Regions from separate parts of the Zea mays genome. Here all the other regions are linked to region 2. A link is a contact called in public Hi-C data. All regions are on one chromosome and are shown on one strand. Each heading gives the region's core, a stretch centred on a gene start, on an enhancer-like site or on the middle of the called end of the contact. The rest is flanking DNA. Distances are from core to core; before and after follow the strand shown.

The links. Hi-C and Micro-C count contacts between places; a contact is called where the count stands out from the background.
Region 1: a Hi-C map of leaf shows a contact between it and region 2, with 5 times the contacts expected there. The contact joins the promoter of LOC103641360 here to the promoter of LOC100135422 in region 2. A contact is called at or near these places in 3 of 25 Hi-C or Micro-C datasets (ear, endosperm and leaf).
Region 3: a contact with region 2 is called in a Hi-C map of endosperm, with 2.2 times the contacts expected there. The contact joins the promoter of LOC103641355 here to the promoter of LOC100135422 in region 2. A contact is called at or near these places in 2 of 25 Hi-C or Micro-C datasets (endosperm and leaf).

Annotation. Positions count from the first base shown.
Region 1 is chr10:89,207,097-89,210,605 of Zm-B73-REFERENCE-NAM-5.0, forward strand. LOC103641360 (transcription factor MYC2) reads left to right here and starts at 2,243. Exons shown (of 3, transcript XM_020546050.2): 1 at 2,243-3,022; 2 at 3,135-3,503. The coding sequence starts at 2,357.
Region 2 is chr10:89,063,408-89,067,123 of Zm-B73-REFERENCE-NAM-5.0, forward strand. It overlaps LOC100135422, which reads right to left and starts at 2,230. Exons shown (of 1, transcript NM_001114162.2): 1 at 1,788-2,230. The coding sequence starts at 2,144. The coding sequence ends at 1,968.
Region 3 is chr10:88,890,674-88,894,294 of Zm-B73-REFERENCE-NAM-5.0, forward strand. LOC103641355 (probable WRKY transcription factor 47) reads right to left here and starts at 1,418. Exons shown (of 6, transcript XM_008664711.3): 1 at 997-1,418; 2 at 772-855; 3 at 505-654. The coding sequence starts at 1,281.

The sequences.
Region 1 (3,509 bases), core at 993-3,492, 140 kb after region 2:
TGAGTAGTCTTCTCCATCAAAGTGCGGAGGTTTCCCAAGTGGAATCGAAAGTAAATGAGCATTGGAGTTAGACAGAATACGAGAATAGTCAAAAGAAAAGTTTGAGTTAACCGTTTTCTTTTTCTCGTCGTCGTCGTCTCTTTAGGAAGAGGAAGACTCGTCGCTGTCGTAGTAGACTATCTTCTTGATGCGCCTCTTCTTCTTCCCGTCCTTCTTCTTGTGACTTGAGCCAGAGTTAGTGGGCTTATCGTATCTTGGCTCGTTGAGGACGGATTCCTTCTCCTTATCGTTGACCACCATCCCCTTTCCCTTAGGATCCATCTCTTCGGGCGATTAGTCCCTTTCGTGAAGAGAACGGCTCTGATACCAATTGAGAGCACCTAGAGGGGGGGTGAATAGGTGATCCTGTAAAAAACTTAAAACTTATAGCCACAAAACTTGGTTAAGTGATAGCACAATGGAATCAAATGGCTAAGGACCGAGCTCTTGTGAAACACAATAGTCACAAAGAAAATAAGCACAAGAGACACGGTGATTTATCCCGTGGCTCGGCCAAGTATAACACTTGCCTACTCCACGTTGTGGCGTCCTAATGGACGAGGGTTGCACTCAACCCCTCTCAAGTGATCCAATGATCGACTTGAATACCACGGTGTTTTTCTTTCTTTTACTCTTTCCCGTTTGCGAGAAATCTCCACAACTTGGAGCCTCTCGCCCTTACAATTGATGATCACAAAGAAGCACGGAAGTAAGGATGGGAAGAGCAACACACACAAGACTCAAAGCACGAGCACAATCACGCACACAAGCCACAACTTGAGCTCACAACACAACTCAAAGAGTTCTCTACTCAAATGGAGCTCAAGTCACTATCACAAAGAATCGAATGCGCGAGAATGAAGTCTTGGTGCTTAGGAATGATCAATGAATGCTTGGGTGACTCCTCCATGCGCCTAGGGGTCCCTTTTATAGCCTCAAGGCAGCTAGGAGCCGTTGGAGGCATTCTTGGAAGGCAATTCTTGCCTTCTGTCGGGTGGCGCACCGGACAGTCCGGTGCACCACCGGACATCCACTGTTCATTGTCCGGTGCGGATCTCCTTCTTAAAATGGCACAGCCGACCGTTGCAGAATTGTAGTCGTTGGCGCACCGGACACTGTCTGGTGCACACCGGACAGTCCGGTGCCCCCAGCCGACCGTTGGCTGGGGCCACGCGTCACGCGCGGCCGACCGTTGCGCTGGCGGCCGTGGTTCACCGGACAGTCCGGTGCACCACCAGACAGTCCGGTGAATTATAGCCGTACGCCGCCGACGAATTCCCGAGAGTGGCCAGTTCATCAGAACTAGCCTGGCGCACCGGACACTATCCGGTGCACCACCGGACAGTCCGGTGCACCCAGACTGAGTAGCAGTTGGCTGTACATAGCCAACTCTTTTCCAATCCTTTTCTTTTCCTGATTCTAGCACTTAGACAAATATATTAGTACACAAAAACCAATATACTAAGTCTAGAACCATACCTTCTTGTAGATTTGCACTTCATCCATCATTTAGCATATAATTACTCACTCAATATGTGTTGGGCACTTAATCACCAAAATATACTAGAAATGGCTTAAGGGCACATTTCCCTTTCATTACTGTCCGTTGGCCTCCCTCTGCGCGTGTATATATACGAGGAGGGATACGAACTTCCTTAGACACGTTGCGTACAACCAATTCCCGTCCCATCTTTTGCGAGCACAAATAGTGTGGGAAAGCAGGCCTCTGAAATCGTCGTCCGCAGAGAGACACTTGCACATGTGTGCGGGCAATCAGGTTTTTGGGGAGCGTACTCGCGACTGCTCGCTTCGTCCGCTCGACCAACACTGATCAAGTTTCTCGTCGCCGGCACCGTTCGTGGGACTGCACTGCATACATCTGCCTGCGTCGACTGCTTACGACTAAATCGAACATACACACGAGATGTCTCGTGTGAATGGAGCCACTGAGCATCGGTCCCTCCATAGAGTACAATATGTTCTTTGGATTTGTGCGTATTTTACTGTTGTTTACTACTTATGTGAGTAGTGATACATATACACATACATGTGGTCACATACATTATTGTGATTTTCTGGATTAAATTAAAACTGAAAATGTTTATTTCTCCAACATACTAATGAATTAGTATGTATTGTTGGTGCCATAAATTTTATAAAATATACTTATTTTTAAATTATAGGACATTTTTAAAGTTGGAGATGCTTTATAAAAAGGGAACGCCTCCCCACGTACGATTTGCTGTTGCATTATTGCAAGAATTTGGATCAGCTCTACCATATTTTGTGGTGGTTGAGACTTGAGAGCGCTGTGTTAATGGAGGCAGCAAACAACATGGAGGACACAAGCCTGCTCATGGAATGGGCGATGGACACGCTGCTGCAGGAGGAGGAGGAGCCTGCGGCGCTCTACGACAGCTGCGGCGAGGCAGTAGCCGTCTTCCCCTCGTTGCAAGGGCTCCGCGACGCCTCCCACGCGGCGGAGATGGTGCGGGAGCTGATGGCCGCCGTCGAAACCGACGACGCGGCAAACAGCTGGACGACGAGCGGTTCTGGCGGCGAGGTCACCGACGGCGGCAGCAGCGGGGCCACTGACCCTGCAGCCCCCGCGGCTGCGGAGGCCGCGGATTTCTACGGCGGCTCCGGGCCGCCACACTCGCCCAACTCGTTCCCGAGCGGCAAAACCAACACCAGTCTGCCCACGGTGAGGGTGAGCTGGAACTTCGTCACCGGCTCGGCGGCGGCGCAGCCTCGCAGCGACGGCGTGCTGGAGGAAGGCGCCGTCCCGATACGCCGCGTGCCGCCGGAGCTGGCCCACCGCCGCCGGTCGCCGCCACCGCCGCCGAGAAGAGCCCACCACCCAACACGCGGCATGGGAGCCGCGTCGTGCACGCCGGAACACATCGTCGCGGAGCGCAAACGCCGGGAGAAGATCAACAATCGCTTGATCGAGCTCTCCACCGTCATCCCAGGACTCAAGAAGGTCCTTTCTCAGTCCCAGCCGATCCATATGAACTGAACCCCTGCCCTTGTTCTCTCTGCACTCTGCTGCATCGATCAAATCCCCGATAACCTGCTCGATCGTGGCATGGCAGATGGACAAGGCGACGATCCTCTCCGACGCAGCCAAGTACGTGAAGGAGCTCCAGCAGCGGCTCAAGGCCCTGGAAGAGGCTGCCGCCGCCGCCGCCGGCAGCAGCAGGACCAAAGCGCCGACGACGACGGACGAGAATGGCGGCTCCCGGTCGCCGACGTCGGCATCGTCGTCGTCGGGGTCACCGGCGCTTCCGGAGATCGAGGCACGCTTCTCCGAGAGGAGCGCGATGGTGAGGATCCATTGCGGGGGCGGCAAAGGGGTGGCGGCGGCAGCGCTCGCCGTGGTCGAGGGCCTCGGGCTCACCGTCGTCCATGCCAATGTCATGCCCTTCTCGATTTGCACTATCATCATAACCATCACGGCAGAGGCAAGT
Region 2 (3,716 bases), core at 980-3,479:
TGTTAAACTTTAATTTATGAATTATTGATCGCTATAAAAATAGATGTATACATGTATTATCCAACCTTTGAAATCCGCTTCCGCCACCCTTCCACTCCGACTCCGCACCATTTTCAATATCCTAAAATATCCATATACGCATCCGCATAATATCCGCTCTGATCTGAATCCAACGATAAAAATAGGATTAGGATATGGAAAAGGCGATATACGATCCGATCCGTTTGCACCCCTACCCTAAATGATACTTAGTGTCATTCAACACCTAGTGAGCGAAAAAGGATGAGTGCAATTTCGTATGTCCTTGTAATCATATCCATCATGTATGCCATGCTACGTACAAGTCTAGGCATTTCTTATGCTCCAAGCATTACAAATAGGTACCAATTTAACCTAGGTGAGGCTCATCGGGTGGCTATGGAGAATATCTTAAAGTACTTGTAAAGAACTAAGGATATGTTTGTGGTTTATGGAGGTGAGGAAGAGTTCATTATAAATGGTTATATGATGCTAGCTTACAAACCGATAGAGATGATAGTCAATCTGAATCTAGATTCATGTTCTGCCTAAATGGAGGAGCAATAAGTTGGAAAAGTTCTAGACAAGAGATATTGGCTCGTTCTACGATAGAGGTCATGTATATTACATCGTCAGATGCTACTAAGGAGACTATTTGGATTAGAAAGTTTGTTTCTGAGTTGTATGTGGTTCCAAGTGTGCCAAATCCTTTATATCTTTGTTGTGATAATAATGGCGCCACTACACAGACTGAGAAACCTAGATCGCACCAAAATCCAAATACATACCATATTCATGAGATCATTAATAGAGGTTGTGTGAATATTTGTAAACTGTACACAAATTTGAATGTTGCTGATCCGTTGTCGAAGTCTCTTCTACAACCAAAACATAAGGCACACGTGAGCGCAATCGATATCAGATACCTGCATGATTCATTTTAGTGTAAGTGGAAGTTAATTGTATAAATGGCTTATATTTATAAGTGTTGAATGAAGTGTTACTCAATCCCTCAAATTATTATTATTACGTCGGCTCTCGATTGCATGACTTGTTCGTTAAATGTATGGTTTATAATGTTTATAATTTTATTCAAAATATGTGTGTCTTATGTCATTATACGAGACAATAATAATTTTATAGATTAGAACATATATTGATTTATGGACATGCATGTTTCATGGATCATTGATATAGAAATATTAAATTAATAATATGGATATATGATAAAATTTATGGTGTCAGATTTTTTCTGTGTTTACTGGACCGACTCAATCTTTTTAGACCCACAACAAGCAAGGTTCACACAAGAAAATAAAACCGTGGACTTGAGAATCTTGATCCAGTTTTTTAACCGTGGCTAGCGGGTCGAACCTAAACGGGACCATCCTGGCCGTCAGCAGGCCCATTTGGCCATCTCTAGATGGGCGAGCCGTTGCCGTTCCGTGTACAGTAAAGTACCACGTGAGGCTGTGTAATAAAGAGGACAGGTGGGGCTGCAGCTGCCCTGCCAGTGCCAGATCAGCTGGAGAAGAAGAGGACGGCTGAAAGACGAAACTGAAATTTATACAAATTATTATTACAACAAAACTGTTTTAAAATCGTAAGACGTTTTAGTGTTTTTTTCTCTAGGTTTATTTATTATGCGCTATATATTATTAATGTCATATAATTTGGTTGGTTGGGACTTGGGACGGCCGGACGGGAAAGTAATAAAGTACTGCATACTGAAGAGATGAGGAGGAGTACAGCAGCGAATGAATTCGATTATCTGAACTTGTTATTACTATGATTATTGCGTCGCGGTGACAGATGATGCATGGGGTGGGTACGGTAGCAAAACAGGAACACGACTGAATTCAAGCAACTACATACAGCACAAGTCGGCATCAGGCATATGAACAGACACAGATACAGAGACATGGATCGTCGTCGGCAAGGATGACTAGCTAGGTGTTCTTGGTGATGGCGTAGATGGCGTAGATGATGCCGGGGATGTAGCCGAGGAAGGTGAGGAGGAGGCAGATCCAGAACTCGTGGCCGCACCCGTACTTGAGGAACACCCCCAGCGGAGGCAGGATGATGGCGATCAGGATGTCCACGCAGTTGGCAGTCCCCTCCGACATGCTGCCGATGCTTCTTCTTCCTCCTCTTCTTCTTCTCTGCCTTGGCTTGGCTTGGATGGATCGGATTCCTTCTCTCCTTTCGCTTTGCCTCTTCCCTGGCTTCACTTTCACTTTATAGGCAGGCAGACCTTGGACGAGAGGGAGGGCGATGGGATGGCGACAGCTACATACCAGTCGAGCGATCTACTAGCTAGTCCGGTGGCACGCAAACGCAACACGTCTCGTCGCCGCGTACGTGGACGGTGGATGCATGCATCCATCAATCGATCGGCCGGCGGTCGACGGACCAAGCGTGGGCGGCGGCTGCGCGGGTGTCCGGGGAGGTGTGGACCCCACACGGCCTTCCTGCCCGCTTCCTTCGCTGCTAAGCAGCAGCATCCAATTCTTTCTTTCACGCTGCGCGGACGGCGGCCAGACCGCGTGCGGTGCGGCCGCCTGCTGCTGCTGCTGTGCTTGTTACCCCATACTGACAGCTAGCCAGTCTTCTTCTCTCTCGCCAGTCGCGTGCAACGCGTGTGGGCCTATAACTAGTTAACTCGGGCCCAACGACAAGTCGTCTTTATACGGCCGCATGGACGAGTTTCATAGGCCGAATTTACGGCGACATCTATCTGCTGCTGAACGGCCCAGTTATGTTAGGGCCCCTTTTCTCCTGAGTCCCAAATATTAAATCCAGGTAGCTATACGATTTGATTTTCCTGTTAGTTTAAGCACTTACCTGTGTGAAGGGTCACATGACTGGCAAAAACAAAAGACAACATATCTGGTGCACATAGAACATTGGTGCACATGGTGCACATATTAAATCATCACCACTCATTTTAAATCTAATGTCTCTAGTTGTTTGGTACATTTTATTAAGGACACCCTCCAACGTGGTGTTGTATAGTGGTGGAAGGTGTTATTTGTAAATTGAATAATCAACTAGAGACGTTAGATCTAAAATGAGTGTTAATGATTTAATATGTGCACCATGTGCACCAGTCTTCTAGGTGCACCAGATACGTCCTCAAAACAAAATTGATTGAGACGCAGGGTTCAATCTATTTTTTAGGTTTGAGCAATATTACGCATTGTTTAATATTTTTAGAATTGTGTAAAGTAAAAATATATTAAATATTTTTTAATTAAAGAGTACTAATGCAAATATATCTACATTTTAATTGTAAAATAATGCTGTGCAAAAAATATATTATCGAATGTTCAAAAAGAATATATATTTTGTAGGTAATTAAAAGGTAAGGTCTGTGCAACATTGCTCGAAATTTAGACCAGACAATCTGATATATGCACTTTTTTATTTTTCACTAGGAGTACAATGTTCATTTTACCCCTCACTTAAAACCATTAAGTGTCTAAACTAACATAAAGGCCATAAATAACTGAATTTAGTTCCAGACCTCATAGGTTAGATCAAATAAAAAATAACCATTACAGGAAGCAAGATATATTTTTTTTGGGGGGGGGGGGGGATTCATGCGTGTGTGTATGTTGCATTCAACATTTTCTGTAAGATCACTGTGCAAAAAATACATTCAACATTTACGGTGTGTATGTTGCATCAATGTTGGT
Region 3 (3,621 bases), core at 168-2,667, 170 kb before region 2:
ATGTAACAACGCTCGTCGAATTTGGCATCCTGTGTATCTATAACCACTAGACTCTTTACCCTCTAAATCTTAGATCACTTTAGCTAACTGATCTTCATACTTCAAATAATAGAAAGTCTAAACGTTGTTTAAAGATTAGACCAACCGCACAAAAACATTTAAATCATACGATTAGTGTTCTAAAGTTTTAGTCTTTAACTTGAGCTACCAATAAACTCTTCATCAACCACCAAATTTTAGAGTAGAAAGTACAAACAGCCGCAAAAGGTTTACAAACAGAGAGATATGCTACCAATAAACTCTTCATCATTCACGAGGTGCTTTGTTTTCCCCCTTGATCACATATAAAATAGTAACAGAGAGATATGCTGGAGATCTTTAGACCGTATCTTTTTTTTCTTTGATGACAAGGCAGGTACAACGTTGACTAGGCGCAGGCTCCAATTAAGACGCGCCATTTTTTTCTTTTCAACGAACTTAATTTGGGCACGAATCAAGGCATACCTGGTGGTGGTGGTGCTGGGCCGCCTGGGCTTGGATGAGCTGGTGGTAGAGCGCGCCGTAGCTCCGGGTCAGCTCCTCCAGCATCCGCCGCAGCTGCCGGTTCTCCTCGCCGGCCTGCCGCAGCTCCCCCTCCACCGCCGCCACGTCCATCTATATACTCCGATCGGATCCAATATTACCATGAGCTACGAGACGATAAACGTAATGTTCTGGTGTGGAAGCTGGGAATGAATGGACATGCAAGCAGACACCCAGCCCTCTTCTTACCTCTGTATCGTCGTCACGACCACTGGCCGCCGTCCCCTCGCCGCCGTCGCCCGCTGCCGGCCTGGTCAGCAGGTCCAGTGCAGTCTGTGCCGGCACGGAACATGAAAGTGAGAGAGAAATAAATTTCGTATCATGGCTATCTTAATCTTAATTATATTGCAAGCACAGACATCACGAATGGATCTCGAGCTCGCGATCTCGCTCGATCTCGACGGGGAGACTTACGTTGACCGTGGTGTTACGGCAGCCACGAGCTACTGCTCCTGCGGGCTCTCGACCGCCATCTTCCCCGCCGTCGTCCTCGTCGGTGATGCGGCGAGACACGGCACCGCCGGCGGCGGCCGAGAAGAAGTCCACCTCCTTGATCTCGCTCCTGCGCCCGCCGCCGCCGCCGTGGCCGGCCCCGGAAGTCGCCTGCTGGTCCCCGTGCTCCGCAAAGACCGTCATCTCCTCTTCCTCCTTGATCCCTCGCTGCTGCTGCTGCTGCTGGTGTTTCGGCACCAAGTCCATGGATGGGTAGGCTGGAGCGAGGAGGTATCAAATCAAGCCGGGTAATGGCGAGGAAGACACGGCTATATACAGCTTGTGACGACCGGTGCCGTACTAGCTAGAGAGAGAGAGAGAGAGAGAGAGAGAGATGTCCAACTATGCAAGCTACTACTAGTACTGCAGAAAGAAGAAAAACCGAATGAAGAAGCGGCCGGAAACGTGAAACGGAAAGACTTGGACTTGCACATAGGAACGAGACGGCAGGAAGGGAAAGGGTTGGACCAATGGCACAGGGACGAACTGGTGGGCCAGCCCGCGTGGCGTCAGCGTGATAGGTGGCTGAGGCTGGACACGACGCGCTGCCCTGCCCCACGTGTCGCTGCGCGTGGGCCGGGTCAACCCAGTCAACGGATGCTGCGTTTTGCGACTCGAGGAGTGGCGGAGAATTACTATAATAACATCTCTCTCACCAATTATTTTACCATTATATAAAATTACTATTGTTACCGGTTGGGTTTCTTTACAATTTTTTTTGTTCTATGGGAAAATGGAAGAGGAGAGCCGAAGAGGTTACAAATTTCATTCCTCTCCGACAAATGATACGAAACATCAATTCTTTTATATATATATGTCGACACTCATCTTTTTTTAGTTACACGGGTTTAAGTCTTAAACACGAATGCTGGTGTTTTCTTGGACTAATTTTTATTCTAGGATCTAATAAGTATGTAACGCCGCGCTATTCTTTTAATTGTAGGTGTAGGTGGTGTGTGGTCGTTGACAGCGAATCGGATAAGGTGTGCCTATACGTATACGTGTTTGTGTGTGAGTTGTACATGGATTTGGAAAAGATCGTATGTAGTTCATCACACCAAGACAAAACGGAGGTGGACTTGTATATAGTCACACACACAGTAACACACACATTATACACTACTACTTAGATGTCTGTGCCATTGTTGCTACGGTTTCTATATATATCACGTAGTTAGATCTTGTATTATATTATACTTGAACATATCTATACTACTATATTAAAAACTTAATATGGTCACCACGGCTTCACCTTCCGTGCTAACATTCTGGACCCACCAACCACACCGCGCAAAAAAAGTGCAAAGCGAGCACTCAAACCCACGCCCACTGCTTCAGAAAGTTTAGTCGTCTAACCACCAGACCATATTTATCTTAGTGTTTAGAAATAAACAATATATCTCAATATTATTTATATGACACTCCATCCATTCCGGTATATAAGATGTAACCACCTCTTATTCCAAGACCAAAAAATATATTTAATTCTCTCTATACCACTGGATCGATAAGTATGTATAAAAAAAGCACGCCTTATATTGTGGGACAAGAATAAAAAGTGGTTACGCCTTATATTATAGGACGGATGGAGTATATAATAATCGTAGCAAAGCACATACAACTGGCTAGTATATAGAATATGAAGCAATAAAAATATATGTGTTGTATTGGTCAGATGTATGGGCGTGAATGTGGAGCCAACAACGACGAAGGTTCGAACCTCTGCTTGCGTACATTTTTATGCGAGGAGCTGAGAACCTTTCCGTCGGTTGAGTTTGATCAGGCTGACGGGGGCACCGCACAATTACTCAAAGAGTGGAGCAAAATGTTATTTTCAGGAACAACAGAACTGCAATTGCACATGGCCATGGATAGAGATGTTCATAAAACATGAGATTAATATGACCAATCTAATAATTTAATATAGATATGCATAGAATTCGAAGCTATTTTTTAGTCATTCTTATCAAGAATATTATAAAGTACTATAAAAAATTGTATAATTATTGGTGTGCATTACTTTCTTCCTACAATTAAAAAGGTAAAAACACATCGGAATCTATATCCGATTTTTATATTAATTATTTTAAAAGATATAGAACGGATTTAAGGTTTAGTTTTTATAAATATTAATAAACTCAATGCTAAAAGTAAGAATATAAATTTATATAGTAAATTCTATATATTATTTGTTCACAATCGAAAAAAATAAAAAAGTCAACATTCATCCGGATCCATCCTACCTCTAGCTTTGGAGGTCACAAGTTAAGCAGCTGAATTTCGGACAGGAGACACACGGTCCTTGCCCAGCGACGACGAAACCATTTTGCATGCGCCAAAATCTCATGAAGCGGGTGGTCTGCGCTGGAACGGGGCAGGAATTGATGGAGTGTTTAATTTGAAAAATCACTATATCTAAAATAAGATGGTGTATCATGAATTATTCCTTAAATTTGGTGAAATGAGTCTATTCCTTATATTAGTATTAAACTAATTATGAGAAATTAGATCATGATAAATTAACTCATTTCATTACATAAATCAAAC